3 separate regions of the Mus musculus genome follow, and regions 2 and 3 are each linked to region 1. Evidence: chromatin contacts called from public HiChIP or PLAC-seq and promoter capture Hi-C data. All regions are on one chromosome and are shown on one strand. Each heading gives the region's core, a stretch centred on a gene start, on an enhancer-like site or on the middle of the called end of the contact. The rest is flanking DNA. Distances are from core to core; before and after follow the strand shown. Region 1 holds the start of Fam136a (family with sequence similarity 136, member A). Region 2 overlaps Add2 (adducin 2 (beta)). Region 3 holds the start of Anxa4 (annexin A4).

Region 1 (4,000 bases), core at 81-2,580:
GGTGCTTGGTTAGAAACCCCCTTGGTAACTTTCTTTTATATTACTGTTTCTGTGGCAAATATAGCACAACTTAACAGCACACCCAGGGCTTCTTCCAGAATATCAACCCTCACGGACACCAGGGCTCCCACCAGTGTTGACAGGACCTAAGGCAGAACGAGTGTTTCTCATCCCCTGCCAAGGAGCTGCTGTTCAAGGACTTGGGAGCTGTGAGGCATTCCTGACCTGGAACCTTTCCAGCTCGCTGGTGACCAGAGCCTGGGCTTGAGCCAGAGGCGCATGGCAGCGCTCGATGCATTGGTGCACCTGCTGCATAGATGCTTGGGTGTCTTCACAGCAGTTGGCGCTGCACCGGAACATGAGGCCCTGGGGAGCGAAGACAGAGCCTGGTGAGACTGGAAAGACTCTGAGGACAGCTCTCGAAGGACAAGGCCTTGGAGGCCATGCTTCTCTACCTGTTTTGTTTTATTTTTCCCGCCGTATCATCAGGACTTCGTAAGACTGGGACGGTTACCAGGCCTAACATTTGTAGGATGGGGATATATGTTCTTGGGAGCGCGCTTGCTAGTTCTAAGAAAGCCTTGCGTTCCATTCCGCACAGCACAAAGCCAGGGTGGTGGCCCATGCCTGTAATCCTCGCACTCCAAAGGTGAAGGCAGGAAGATCGGGGGTTGGAAGTCAACCTGGGTTAAAAGAGACCCTGTGTGCTGCTATGAGCTCACTGATAAGATAATGTACCCAAGACTGAACCGGAAGAAACCACGTTCTGAAAATCAGTTTTTGTATTTCTGTAGCAGAGTTCAGAGGTCGGCCTGGCTAGTCAACGCCCCACAAGGCGATCGAAACAGTAGAGGGTGATTAAGGGGTGAAGTTAAGCGAGGCCAGTAGGGTGAGGGAGACGGGGCCCACGCTCACGGGCGTTCAGGGTTCGTGGCATCTAAATCAGCGCAGGACGGCCCGAAGGGATTTCGGTCTGGTGGTTCTCCTGGGCCGGTCCCTCCGAGCCTCGCGCCAGATCACCTCAGGGGCGGCCGAACGCTCGTCACCGAGGCCAGGTGGGAGGAAACCGCCCCACGCGAGGCCCGGAGCTCGAACGTCACCGCGCCACCCCCGCCCGAGTTTCCAATCCCGTTTGGGCGCCGGACCGCGCCGCTACCTGCATCTTCCGGATGTTCTCTCTCTCCACACTTTTCACCATGGCGTCCACAGCCTCCTGCACTCGGAGTTGCTGCACCTCCGCCATGGCGACCCTGAGCTCAGCCGCGCCGGCGCCCGCGTGTGCACCCGCTGCGCCCCGCCCCCTGCGCCCGTGCGGGCTTCTCAAGCCACTGAGTCCCACCCTCCGGCTTCGCCCCGCCCTCGGCTGCGCCCCGCCCCTAGCTAGTGAGTCCCGCCCCTTTGCGCTGAGCCCGACCCCCCACCGAGTCACCGCACAGTCTTCCGAGTACCTCGCCCTGGCCCCTGGCCATTGCGCCCTTGTCCTCAGTAAGCGTTCCCGTTCCCGCATCCTCATCGCCCCCTGGCGTCTAGGTTAAGCAACTTCAGGCAGGAGACAGCGGGCGCGCCGCTGGTTCTTCCGTGGAGCCAGGCTTTTGGTGGCCAAAGATCTCTTCGTCGTCTGACTTCTTTTCTTCCTCTCTTTCTCTCTCTCCCTCTGTCAATCCCAATTTTAAAAAAGCGAATGTAATTAGCAGCTCTTGTACAGCTCGATCAGATTTTATTATTGCTATCTTTGTCTTGGTTTCTTTTTGTTGCCGAACAGAATTTCATTAAATGTACATACCACAATTTGCTTTGTCAATTCCCCAGCTGGTGAACATTTATGCCGAGTTACTAGTTACTGCGAGTAAAGGGTACGGTATTCTAGATTGTCTCAAGAGTAGTGTGGGGGTATGGAGGGGCTGTAGATAGCGAGACCGTTGAGTAAGGGCGAGCTGTTTCTGAATGGATTGGTTCTGTCAGCCATGTGCTCTCGTGTTCCCATTTCTACTGTCTTATGCAGTCATCTCTGAAACACAAGTGGTCCCTTCTTCCCATGGGCCGATGCAGAGGGGAGCATCATTAGGTTAGGAAGAGGGCTACTAAAGGCTGCGTTAGAAGAGCTTGGGCTATAAGTGGTCCCATAGAGATAAGGGAAAGTTCGAGTGTTTCGGGAAATCTCTCTCGGCGAGCTAGCATTGAATTTTTGTATTGAACTAGAAGGCCCTTGCCTGGCACTCTGGAGAAGGAAAAGAATGACAGGCAGGTACGGGAAGCTTCAGAGGGCAAAACAGAAAAAAAAGGTTGAAGCTTTGTGGAATAGCCTGGAACGAAAAAAAAAAGACTAGCGTGTGAAGAGTGCTTGAGATTTTAGGCACTTGCTGTGATTCGCCACTAGATGGCAGGCTAGCTCTGTTTTGAGGGTAGGAAAAGCCACACAACCCATTGTCCTTTGAGAAAAGCTGTGTTCCTCCATGGCTGGGCTTTCCCTCTCTCAGATACCAGGGTTGGGGATAAAATGTGTCCACTACTTGAAGCCGGACTTACAGGGATCTTCCAGGAGCAGCTGGAGCCAGGGCGATGGCAGTGGTCACCCAACAGACCAGGTGCTTTGCAAGTACTTTGAATGGGGTCTGAAGCGGACCCTTCAGTGTCCATTTTTCTCTCACTGTGCACAAAGTCAAAGCAAAGGGAGGGGAAGACTCTGGAATATTTAAATCCTAGCAGGGCAAGATGGCTGCCTCAGCCGCGAAGACACCAGACTGTGGCAAGACTCTTGAGACTCACTTCATGATTCCAGATTCCATAGAAAATTCTTTCTAATAAAGGCACAGTTTAACACTTCTCACTTTCTCCTTTATTTCTAATGTGTATCATGGTAGTTTCAGCAGCTGCTTCTACAGTAATGCTGTTAGTCACACTGAGATCTGGTGGGAAGCCTTTGGTAAGACAACTTTGTTAGTTTCAGTATGGCAAGACGAGTGGTTCTTTGATGTTTATGGAAAGTGACTCCTGACATGTGAGGAACCTGCCCCTGTAAGACAGTGGTCACTCTTTAAAGACTGGATCTAACGGCTTGAAGACAACAGGCCATGCCTCTCTGCAGCTCTCTGTAGGACCAAGAGTTAAGAAGCTAGCTATCTGTGCCGTGCTCTTAGAGTATTCCCTGATTACAGGTCCTAACCTATACCTGGCTCCTCCGAGCTCTTTGCCATGGACGCTGTGTTGAACCAAATCACAGGTGTGAAATGTTCCTTAAAATTGACATAAAAGTCTCATATGTCCTTCATTCCTGGGATGTCTCTGAAGAGACTCCTTGACCCCACCCATTCCTCTCATGACAGCTGTCCTCTTCTCTCCTCTGATTCTCTTCTAAAATATGTTTATTTTTATTTTATGTGTATGTGTGTGCCTGATTATATGTGTGTGCATCACATGCATGCAGGGGCCCATGGAGGCCAGAAGAGAACGTCAGACCCTCTGGAACTTGAATTACTGGTGTTTGTGAGCTATCATGTGAGTGCTGAGAATTGAACCTGGGTCCTATGCAAGAGTAGATAATGATCTTAACCACTAAGCCATCTCTCCAGCTTCATCTTATTCTCATGATAAAGCGCCTCTCTAATTTTAATTTTTTTATATTTTAGTATTTATTTATTTGCTTGAGACAGGGTTTCACTTTTTACTAGCCCTGGCTGTCCTGGAACTCACTATGTAGACCAAGCTGGCCTCACTCTCACAGAGATCCTTCCCTGCCTCTGCCTCTGCCTCTGCCTCTGCCTCTGCCTCTGCCTCTGCCTCTGCCTCTGCCTCTGCCTCTGCCTCTGCCTCTGCCTCTGCCTCTGCCTCTGCCTCTGCCTCTGCCTCCTGAGTGCTGGGACTGAAGGCATGTGATATCACCCTCCTGGTGCTCTCTGGGTTTTAAAGGGAAGCTTTCTCCTCTTCTTCTTGGGGTGGGTTATGTGGTCTCTACCCCAACCATATATCCAGTGACTGTATAGAAAATGGAAGAGGAGTGAGA
Region 2 (3,979 bases), core at 666-3,165, 280 kb after region 1:
CTCAGAGGGGAAAAGTGCTTTGCTGCCAAGGGGCTTCCATGGTGGAAGGAGAGAACCAATTCTTGTGGGCTGACTTCTGACCTCCATATATACATATACATACACACACATACACTCACAAACATATGTATGATTACACACATACATACACACATACATACATACATACACATGCACATAAATAAATGAAATAATAAAATGATTTTAAAACTCAAGATAATGTGTACATGCATATTCAAGAAAAAGTTGAATAAAGATTCATTTATAACAACCAAATTATATATTATTTCCTGGATGGGCTTAAGACATCATCAGATCATATGAAAATAACTTGTAAGCTTTCCAGGTGGATATTACAGGACTAGCATAAACATACCTTGTTTCTCAATATTCTAAATCAGCTTTTGAAAATATTTTAAAATTATCTCCCACACACTAAGTAGAATATTCTAGAACCAACCATACACATTTCCCCCACAGAAACTATATTCTAAAATAAAAATAAAGAATTCCAACTCCTCTACCAAGTCAATCCCAACACAACTCCAACCAAAATCCTAGAAGGATTATTTTAAGGCAGAGGAGAATAAATAGAGCTTGACAAAGTAACTCCAAAATTACTTTATAGAATAAATTTGCCCAAGAGATTAAGATAAATTGGTGATTAGCTATGGCCCTTTGACCTATTATCTAGGCAGGTGGCCAGCAGTGGAAGACACAAAGGAAAATAACAGAGGCTCTGTTCTGTAACAATGTATTCTACAATATAACAAATGCTATGAGCAAAATTAAAAGTCAAAAGAGAAAATGAGAAATGATTGTAATATTTTTGACAGGTTGTAGGGAAATAGCATAAATTTATAAAGATTTAAAAACCTATCCACAGCCCACTAATAGGAAAACTGGCAAAGCATGGGAACAGACATTTTGCTATAAAAAAGCACAGATGAAGGCTTAGGTACAGCCTGTCTCAGGGGGAAGGGAGGAACAGCAACTAACAGTCTGAGCCGAGGTGGAAGCAGGGCCACGCCCACCACACTCTGTTGAGAGCAAGGTTGGCAAATCTCTTTCTCCGGGATGGTGAAGGGACAGAATCTGCTTTGTGCAATGCTTCCTAGCTCCTATTTGCATTCTTTCAGCCATTCTTACAATTTATCTTCAGAAGACAGTCCAAGCATTTCACCATTTTCTTATTATAATTTATCTTCAGAAGACAGTCCAATCATTTTGCCATTTTCTTATTATAATTTATCTTCAGAAGACAGTTGTGCGTGTAGCATCACATTTATTTACCAGGATGCCTACCACACTGTGCTCCATCATAGGAAAGAGATGAACACAATCTAAAACTCCAGTAAGGAATGATTGATTCATCAGCATGCAGCCACAAAAATTACTGCAGAACCCTATTTACAATGCAAAAATTTAGTTGATATACCATTAAAATATATCTTTTTCTTGCTTTCAATAATCTATCTATATTAAACCAAAAAAGATACATCAAAATATTGCTAAGAGTGATTTCTGGAGTTCTCAAAACACAACGAAGTGGGTTTTGGCTTCTCTTTCTCAAATGCGTCCTTAGTTGTGGTCATCACCCTATACATCTGAGTCATATGCAACTTCCAGGCTGTGGAAGAGCTGCAGTTCAGGAAGGGAGCCCACACACACATAGTCACAGCTCCTCTTACTGCTCAACGATGATCATCCTGGCTGGTCTCCTGGCTCCACTCACCTCTTCTCATGCCCTGAAGTCACCTCTACCCTTCCCACCCCTGGCATCATGAGCAATTCTCCTATGGGTCTTTAATTCACAGCAACATCAGAAGCAGAGCCAGGCATCTCTTTGCCCAGGCCTGCTAATGCAACTGCAGCTTGGCTATTGCCTAGCAACCAAGCTGCATCCGGCACTTTCTCCTCCCTTCCCAACCACAGCCCTCTTCCTCTGCTCCTGGCAGACACCCAGGCACCCACATACTCATGGAAGAAGCTGGGAAGACTGCGTGGGAGGTGCTGGCCATGAAGTCCGCGATCTGTCGGAGGGCCCAGATGTTGGAGGAGTTGTTGCCCTTCTTCATTTGCTCCTGGATGAGGCCTTCCAGCTCCTCCCTGAAAGACTGCAGCAGGCCAAGGGGTTGGTGCCCTGTTCCTCACGGAGGGCCAAGGGCCCAGCAGGATTTCACAAGACAGCGAGGCCCTACAGGTCCCCAGGGATTGGTGCCCAGCTCCTTGCAGGAGAACTAAGGACCCTGCAGGTCCCTAGGAGCTGAGCTCTGCACAGGGGGTGATCTCCACCCACTCCCTCCCCTCCTGCAGCCCCTTCACAGGAGGACTGCTCCTGCAAGTAGCCAGGGGATTGCTCTTCCAGCTCTTCAATAAAGGCCAAGGACCCTGAGGAATCCCCAAATGCAGGCTCACTAGGACCCCAGATGCCTCTTCAGATTGCAGGGTAGGTATTCAAGAAGACTCAGGTAAAGAACCTGGACCCCATTTTTTTGTGCGGTTAGTCCAGATTCCAGCTCCCTCCTATCTGAGCCACAGCCAAGGCTGTACCAGTCATGGCAGGACTTCTCTTTAGAGGGAATTAATCGAATGAGAAAGTATGCCCTCCCCCCCCCCACACACACACATGTTAGCACACCCAGGGCTCTTCTCACACATCTGGATTCTTACTGATTGGCTAGGAGGAGACGGAGAAGGAGTGGAGGGGCTCTGCGGTGCCTGCTACTGTGACGTACTGAACCTGTAAGCTAGCCCTAATTAAATGTTGTCCTTGTAAAAGTTGCCTTGGTCATGGTGTCTGTTCACAGCAGTACAACCCTAACTAAGACAGAGAAGAGATCAAATACCCACGTGGCCAGGCCCATCCTGTTCAGCAAGCCTAAACTGTCAAGACCCTGCGTGAGGGACAGGGAGACAGAGCCACCGGTCTTTTGAGTCTCTGGGAAACCAGCCCTCCCTGCCCTGCCCACTCACAGGGCTCTGCAGGATCATGGTGACCCTCTTCTTCTGCTCCATCAAGTTGAAGTCCTGTCGCAGGTCAGCTGCACGGTTGCGAAGTCGCAAGTACTCAGGATCATCTTCAGAGAACCGGTCAAAGTAGTGCTGCCCCTGAGAGGGTGGCGGGGAGGCCGCCTCGGGAACCGTGTCCTCGCTCATGGTCCTGCTAAGGCTTCAATCCACTCCTGGAACCCTGTAGAAGAAGGACAGGGTGAGCTACCAGTGGGCCAACTGCTTGCTGAAGCAAAGGGTGGTGTGACTCACCATGTCCTGTGGCTATTTGCAAGTGAGAAGGCAGGTCACCTCCTGGGATGATGACCCATAGGGGGCGCTAATGCACCATCAGGTTCTGTGCAAACAAGTGTCCAGTTTAATTGATCCACTGGGATGTCAGAGGAGACTTCCTAGGTGGAGTGTAAATATGGACTGCAAACCTTTTTGAGTCTTTCTGTGTTGAGTTCTTACAGAGTCAGGCAGGAGCCATTCAGATACACATGGGTACTTTAGTAAAATGATGAAGAGGGCTATGATGGGCCAGGGTGTAGTTAATAGTGAAAAGCACTTGCTCATCCAGGTCGTGTCTGGTGTCTGTGCCCAGCATCCCAAATTCTATAAATACCCTTTTCTTTTTGTAGGCCTCCTCAAAAGCTATGGTCCAGAAATTCACAAAAGAACACTACTTCCAGGAACAGGGGAAGCATCTCATTTGGTGTGGAGCATGCTAGACAACTCTACCCAACACCCTAAACCAAAAAACTCAGTGTTTTAAGTAAGTTCATGACCTCGTGTTGGGCCTGTGCTGTCCAGGCCTCATGTATATTCTAAATGGAGAGAGAGAGGCCTTCGGCTGGGGCCCATTTCAGGTGAGCAGGTCTGGACTGGAAATCAGTTCTATACTTTGAACAGCTCTGTCCCTTGACACCTGCAGGTGTTCAGTGGGTCTCTTCCCCTCTCTGCCTCATCTTATCTATCTCTCATT
Region 3 (4,042 bases), core at 1,096-3,595, 430 kb before region 1:
ATGCTCTCCCACATACCATACCTATAATAAACTTACTCCTCCACCATACCTAGGAGCTGTCATGTTCTTTCCTTATTATTTTTTCTTTTCCTTTTTCTTTTATTTTTTTCATTCATCTGCTACTGAAACCTGGGCGTGACATAGATGAGTTCCCTCCCCTAAGGAACTCCTCCCAATCAAGCCTGCTGCTGATCTGACTCTCCTAAGGTATGCCATCCAGGAGGGTGCCTGACACAGGTCGGGACAGGCAGGATGCAGTGAGAACATGGCAGCCAGCGTCTGTTAAGTAACTTGGCCATTTGTTCTGGGCTTGAAATCTAACAGATATGTGTATTTATTTTGGTATTTAAAAATGTGTATGGGTGTTTTTGTCTGTATGCATGCATGCCTGTGCACCACTTGCATGCCTGATGCCCATGGAGACCAGAGGAGATTGTTAGATCTCTTGGAACTGGAGTTAAAGATGGTTGTGAACCACCATGTGGGTGCTGGGAATTGAACCTGGGATCCTCTAGAAGAGCAGTCTGTGCTCTTTTCATTCATTTATATATATATATTCTTCGAGACAGGGCTTTTCTGTGTAGCCCTGGCTGTCCTGGAACTCACTCTGTAGACCAGGCTGACCTTGAACTCAGAAATCTGCCTGCCTCTGCCTCCCAAGGGCTGGGATCAAAGGCGTGCGCCACCACTGCCTGGCGCTCTTCTCATATTTATAAAAAAATTATTGTTTTACTTTATGTATACAAGTACTTTGTCTGCAAGTGTGCAGGTACATCATGTGTGTGCCTGGTGGTGCCTAATTTTGATATCTTTAGTGTGAAGTCTGAGTCCTTAAGTTGAACAGCTCTATTCATTGTTTTGTCGCTCTGGGTTAGATCAGGTCCCCAGAAGTAAGACAAGATGCAGATGCCCTGTTAGTGCACTCCTGGGCATTCCCAGGAGAGCCTGCCATCTGTTGGAAGAAGTCGCATGTCACCTGTCAGAGCTCAGAAAGAGTCAAGACTCCTACTGGAGGTCAGCCCTTCCCTGATCCCAGACCTCAGATCCCAGATGAGCCTGGGTCAGATGGAGTCCTGGCCTTTGTTTCCCATAAAAGACTCAGGTGGGGACTAGCACTGAGTCTTCCCCGAAGACAGGTCTTCAATTCCCAGCAGCCAAGGGATCCTATGCTGGTGTGTAGACATACAGACAGACAAAAATCTGTACACATAAAATAAGTAAAATGCACACGTATTTATATGTAATAGTAAAAGCCTCTGTCTGTGGCTTCCCTACCTGGGCTAGGGCAGACTTTGGGAGAAGTGACATCAGAGGCCTGTGGCCTGGTTGCACTTGCTATAAAGATCAGCTTAGCTGTGGGCTAACTACAGTTCCTAGACACTAACCTTTATCCACCCCCCACCCCACCTCCCCTGCATGTAATTACTTTTAAAAGGATACAATAGTCTTGAATCTTCATTTTGTCCTTCCTATTACCATGATTAATTTTGTCTTCCCTTGTGGAAGCTTAGAAACATATAGACTTTGGAACATGAAAAAACAGGCCCAAGTCTAGATCAGCCTTCCTCCTCCTGACCCCCTCAGCCTTCCTCCTCCTGACCACACAATAAGCCACCTCCTCTAGCTACAGTTGCTGATACAATTTAAAATAATGACCACCTAGGTTTTGGTTGGCTAGAGAGCAAACACTGCCCAAAGCGACCCATTCTTTGTTAAATGAAATTGGAGGTTGCCTGTGGAGCCTCTGTTGCCTGCACCTGCCTCTGTTCTTCAAGCATTCATTATCCTTGTAGCAAGAGGCATGTGCCTCCGTGTCCAGCAAGGAGCCAGAACCAGGCTGGCTAGCAACCAAGAAATGCTTCAGTTGGAAGTTTAGTGGGAAACCCAGAGTTGCTTCTAACCCCGGTCCCAACGGTGACCTGTACCTGTCTCCGAGAACCCTTCCCCTGACTTTGAGGATTGCATCTGTCTTCTTTAAGGGAGGCGTGCAACTGCTGAGAATTTTCTGGAACGTATGTTATAATGTGAAAGGAGGACATGGACTGTGTCCTCAGATGTCACGTTCTGATTTTTCAAGTTACACTCTAGACTGGAGCGCCGAGGCCCCAAGTACGTTGTGCGACCCCAGCAGGACGCGAGGCTGAGACCCTGGGAGTCTGGTTGTGCAGGGTCAGGGTCCTGAGTGGGCTCGCTGTCCTCAGTGGGGTTAAAGGCCGAGTGCGTGATCTGCCTCAGGCCCCTCCTGGTGCTGGGGGCGATTCTCGTGCTCTAGCTGCGCTTCTCCGGGGAGGGACTTTCCTGTGGGCAAAGGGACAACCAGGAACTTGGGCTCAGTCTCCACCCCGAGACTGGGCGGGTCCTATCGGCCGGGACGAGGGTGTGGCATTCGCCGTAGTCTAGAGCCTTTCTCCGCACCAGAGGTAAGGGGCTTAGGGCAGTGGTCCGGACCTCCGCCGCGGGCTCTGGGGTCTGGGTGTGGGTCCTAGGCTCCGGGCAGGTGTCCTAGGCTCGGACCTGGAGATCTAGACTTCATTTGGGGAATCCTAGGCTGGGTCGCAGCTGGGGCCTGGAAACCTGAACTTAACCTCGGGATCCTGGGCTCGCCCGCTGTCCTAGGCTTGGACCTGGGAATCTTGGGCTCCTGCCGGTTGTCCTAGACTGTGGCTGGGGATCTTGGGCTCAGGGACCGGGTGCTGTGACCAGAGGCGGGTTCTTTGGGCCACTTGGCTCCGCGCCCTGGAAGCGTGAGGTCCCGGACCGGAGCAGCCACCTGGGAAACGTGGGGAGGAGCAGGCAGTGCCGCACGGTGCACAGCACTCCTGCAGTCCTTTGCTGAGTCAAAGCCCCCCCGGGACTCCGCACTGAGGATAAGCCACTGAGTTAACATTCTCTGAAGCTCACTCCAGCACTACTTGTGTTGCCTTTTCTTTTTGCAAGTAAGTTTGCTTTCTCGTCTTCTTAGGGCGCTCCTCGCCTCTCTTGTAGCGAACGGTCTCCACACAGTGCCTGGCGCCCAGGAATCATCTTATTCTTAGTTTTTATTCTGTGTCTGCCTGTGTCTACATTTTAACTTAGTCCTCGGTGCTTTGACCAGTTGGAGACTTTGGCGCCTAAGACAATTGGCGGTTTAACACTTTGCTGGCTCAATGTGCACCTCAAGGGTATGAAAGCCTCCATTTACTGGAGGAGCACTCTGGGCCTTAAGCAACTGCGCCTTTCATTAAAACTGGGCACTTTAGTGGATGGTGGAAGGATGGATAGGATGGCCGGTTGTTACCTATCCCTCTGCCCATCATTCCCAGACTCACTGTTTCCTTAGGTGGGAAGCAACTCCATTTATGGCCGTGAGTCCCTAGAGAACGGAGGAGAGAAGAACAAGAAGAGAGGACCAGGCATATATTCAGTTGATAGCGTGCCCCCAGCACACCAGAAGCCTTGGGTTTTATCCTTGGCTCCAAATAAATCAGGTGTACGTTTGCCTTTGAGGACAGTTTGGAGAAAATGACAGTCCCAACCCAAGCAACACCCTTTTGGAAGCTTCCCGTTTTAGATTTAAAAGGAATAGAATCTCATACTTCAGGACAATCGGTAGTTCAGGGTAATATTGGAGGGTAGTCTGGACTATTCGAGATCTGGCCTTCAAAAAAAGAAAGACCCAGCCAACAAAAAACCAAAACCAACACAAGAGTAGTAGGTAGGGGCTGGAGGTCTTGGTTCAAGAACACTCGATGCTCCCAGTACCCACTCCAGATGGCTCCCAACTGCCTGAAGCTCCAGATCCAGGGTGTCTGACACCCCATTGTGGGCTTGGAGAACACACACACACACACACACACACACACACAATTAATTAATTTAATGCTTTTGTAAAGAGTGTGCAGGAGAGGTTGAAAACTAGATTGAGATTACCACAGCCACTTGAGAGCCACTAACTTCAGTGATGGCCATTTTGCCAAAGCCAGTCAACTCAGCTTTCTGTTGATTTCAGGGCACACACACACACACACACACACACACACATGTACACTCACCCAGTGGTCCT

Evidence for each region. Promoter capture Hi-C pulls out the DNA fragments that hold promoters and counts their contacts. HiChIP or PLAC-seq counts read pairs in DNA pulled down with a chosen protein or histone mark.
Region 2: a contact with region 1 is called in an H3K4me3 HiChIP or PLAC-seq map of forebrain, with 4 times the contacts expected there. The contact joins the enhancer-like site here to the promoter of Fam136a in region 1. A contact is called at or near these places in 8 of 39 promoter capture datasets (the C10 cell line, the HPC-7 cell line, cranial neural crest and 5 more), 1 of 15 datasets of contacts at CTCF or cohesin (the NIH/3T3 cell line), 1 of 484 Hi-C or Micro-C datasets (embryonic stem cells), 23 of 115 datasets of contacts at active chromatin or transcription factors (CD8 T cells, the NIH/3T3 cell line, the SCID.adh cell line and 17 more) and 4 of 9 other capture datasets (adipose tissue, liver, macrophages and 1 more).
Region 3: a promoter capture Hi-C map of neutrophils shows a contact between it and region 1, with 3 times the contacts expected there. The contact joins the promoter of Anxa4 here to the promoter of Fam136a in region 1. A contact is called at or near these places in 2 of 39 promoter capture datasets (liver and neutrophils), 1 of 15 datasets of contacts at CTCF or cohesin (embryonic stem cells), 2 of 484 Hi-C or Micro-C datasets (B cells and erythroblasts) and 2 of 115 datasets of contacts at active chromatin or transcription factors (pancreatic cancer cells and pro-B cells).

The regions. Positions count from the first base shown.
Region 1 is chr6:86,362,976-86,366,975 of GRCm38.p6, reverse strand. It overlaps Fam136a (family with sequence similarity 136, member A), which reads right to left and starts at 1,330. Exons shown (of 3, transcript NM_025591.3): 1 at 1,157-1,330; 2 at 226-366. The coding sequence starts at 1,243.
Region 2 is chr6:86,085,042-86,089,020 of GRCm38.p6, reverse strand. Add2 (adducin 2 (beta)) reads right to left here. Exons shown (of 16, transcript NM_001271857.1): 3 at 2,977-3,193; 4 at 1,979-2,117. The coding sequence starts at 3,159. Among named protein-coding and RNA genes, the nearest start is that of Add2, 58 kb to the right of the region's middle. Within about 2 kb of position 1,915, at least 57 of the 459 cell types and tissues checked have an H3K27ac peak or open chromatin away from gene starts, as enhancers often do. A contact at or near this core is called in forebrain, neural progenitor cells and pancreatic islet, where this site is marked.
Region 3 is chr6:86,791,887-86,795,928 of GRCm38.p6, reverse strand. It overlaps Anxa4 (annexin A4), which reads left to right and starts at 2,345. Exons shown (of 13, transcript NM_013471.2): 1 at 2,345-2,420.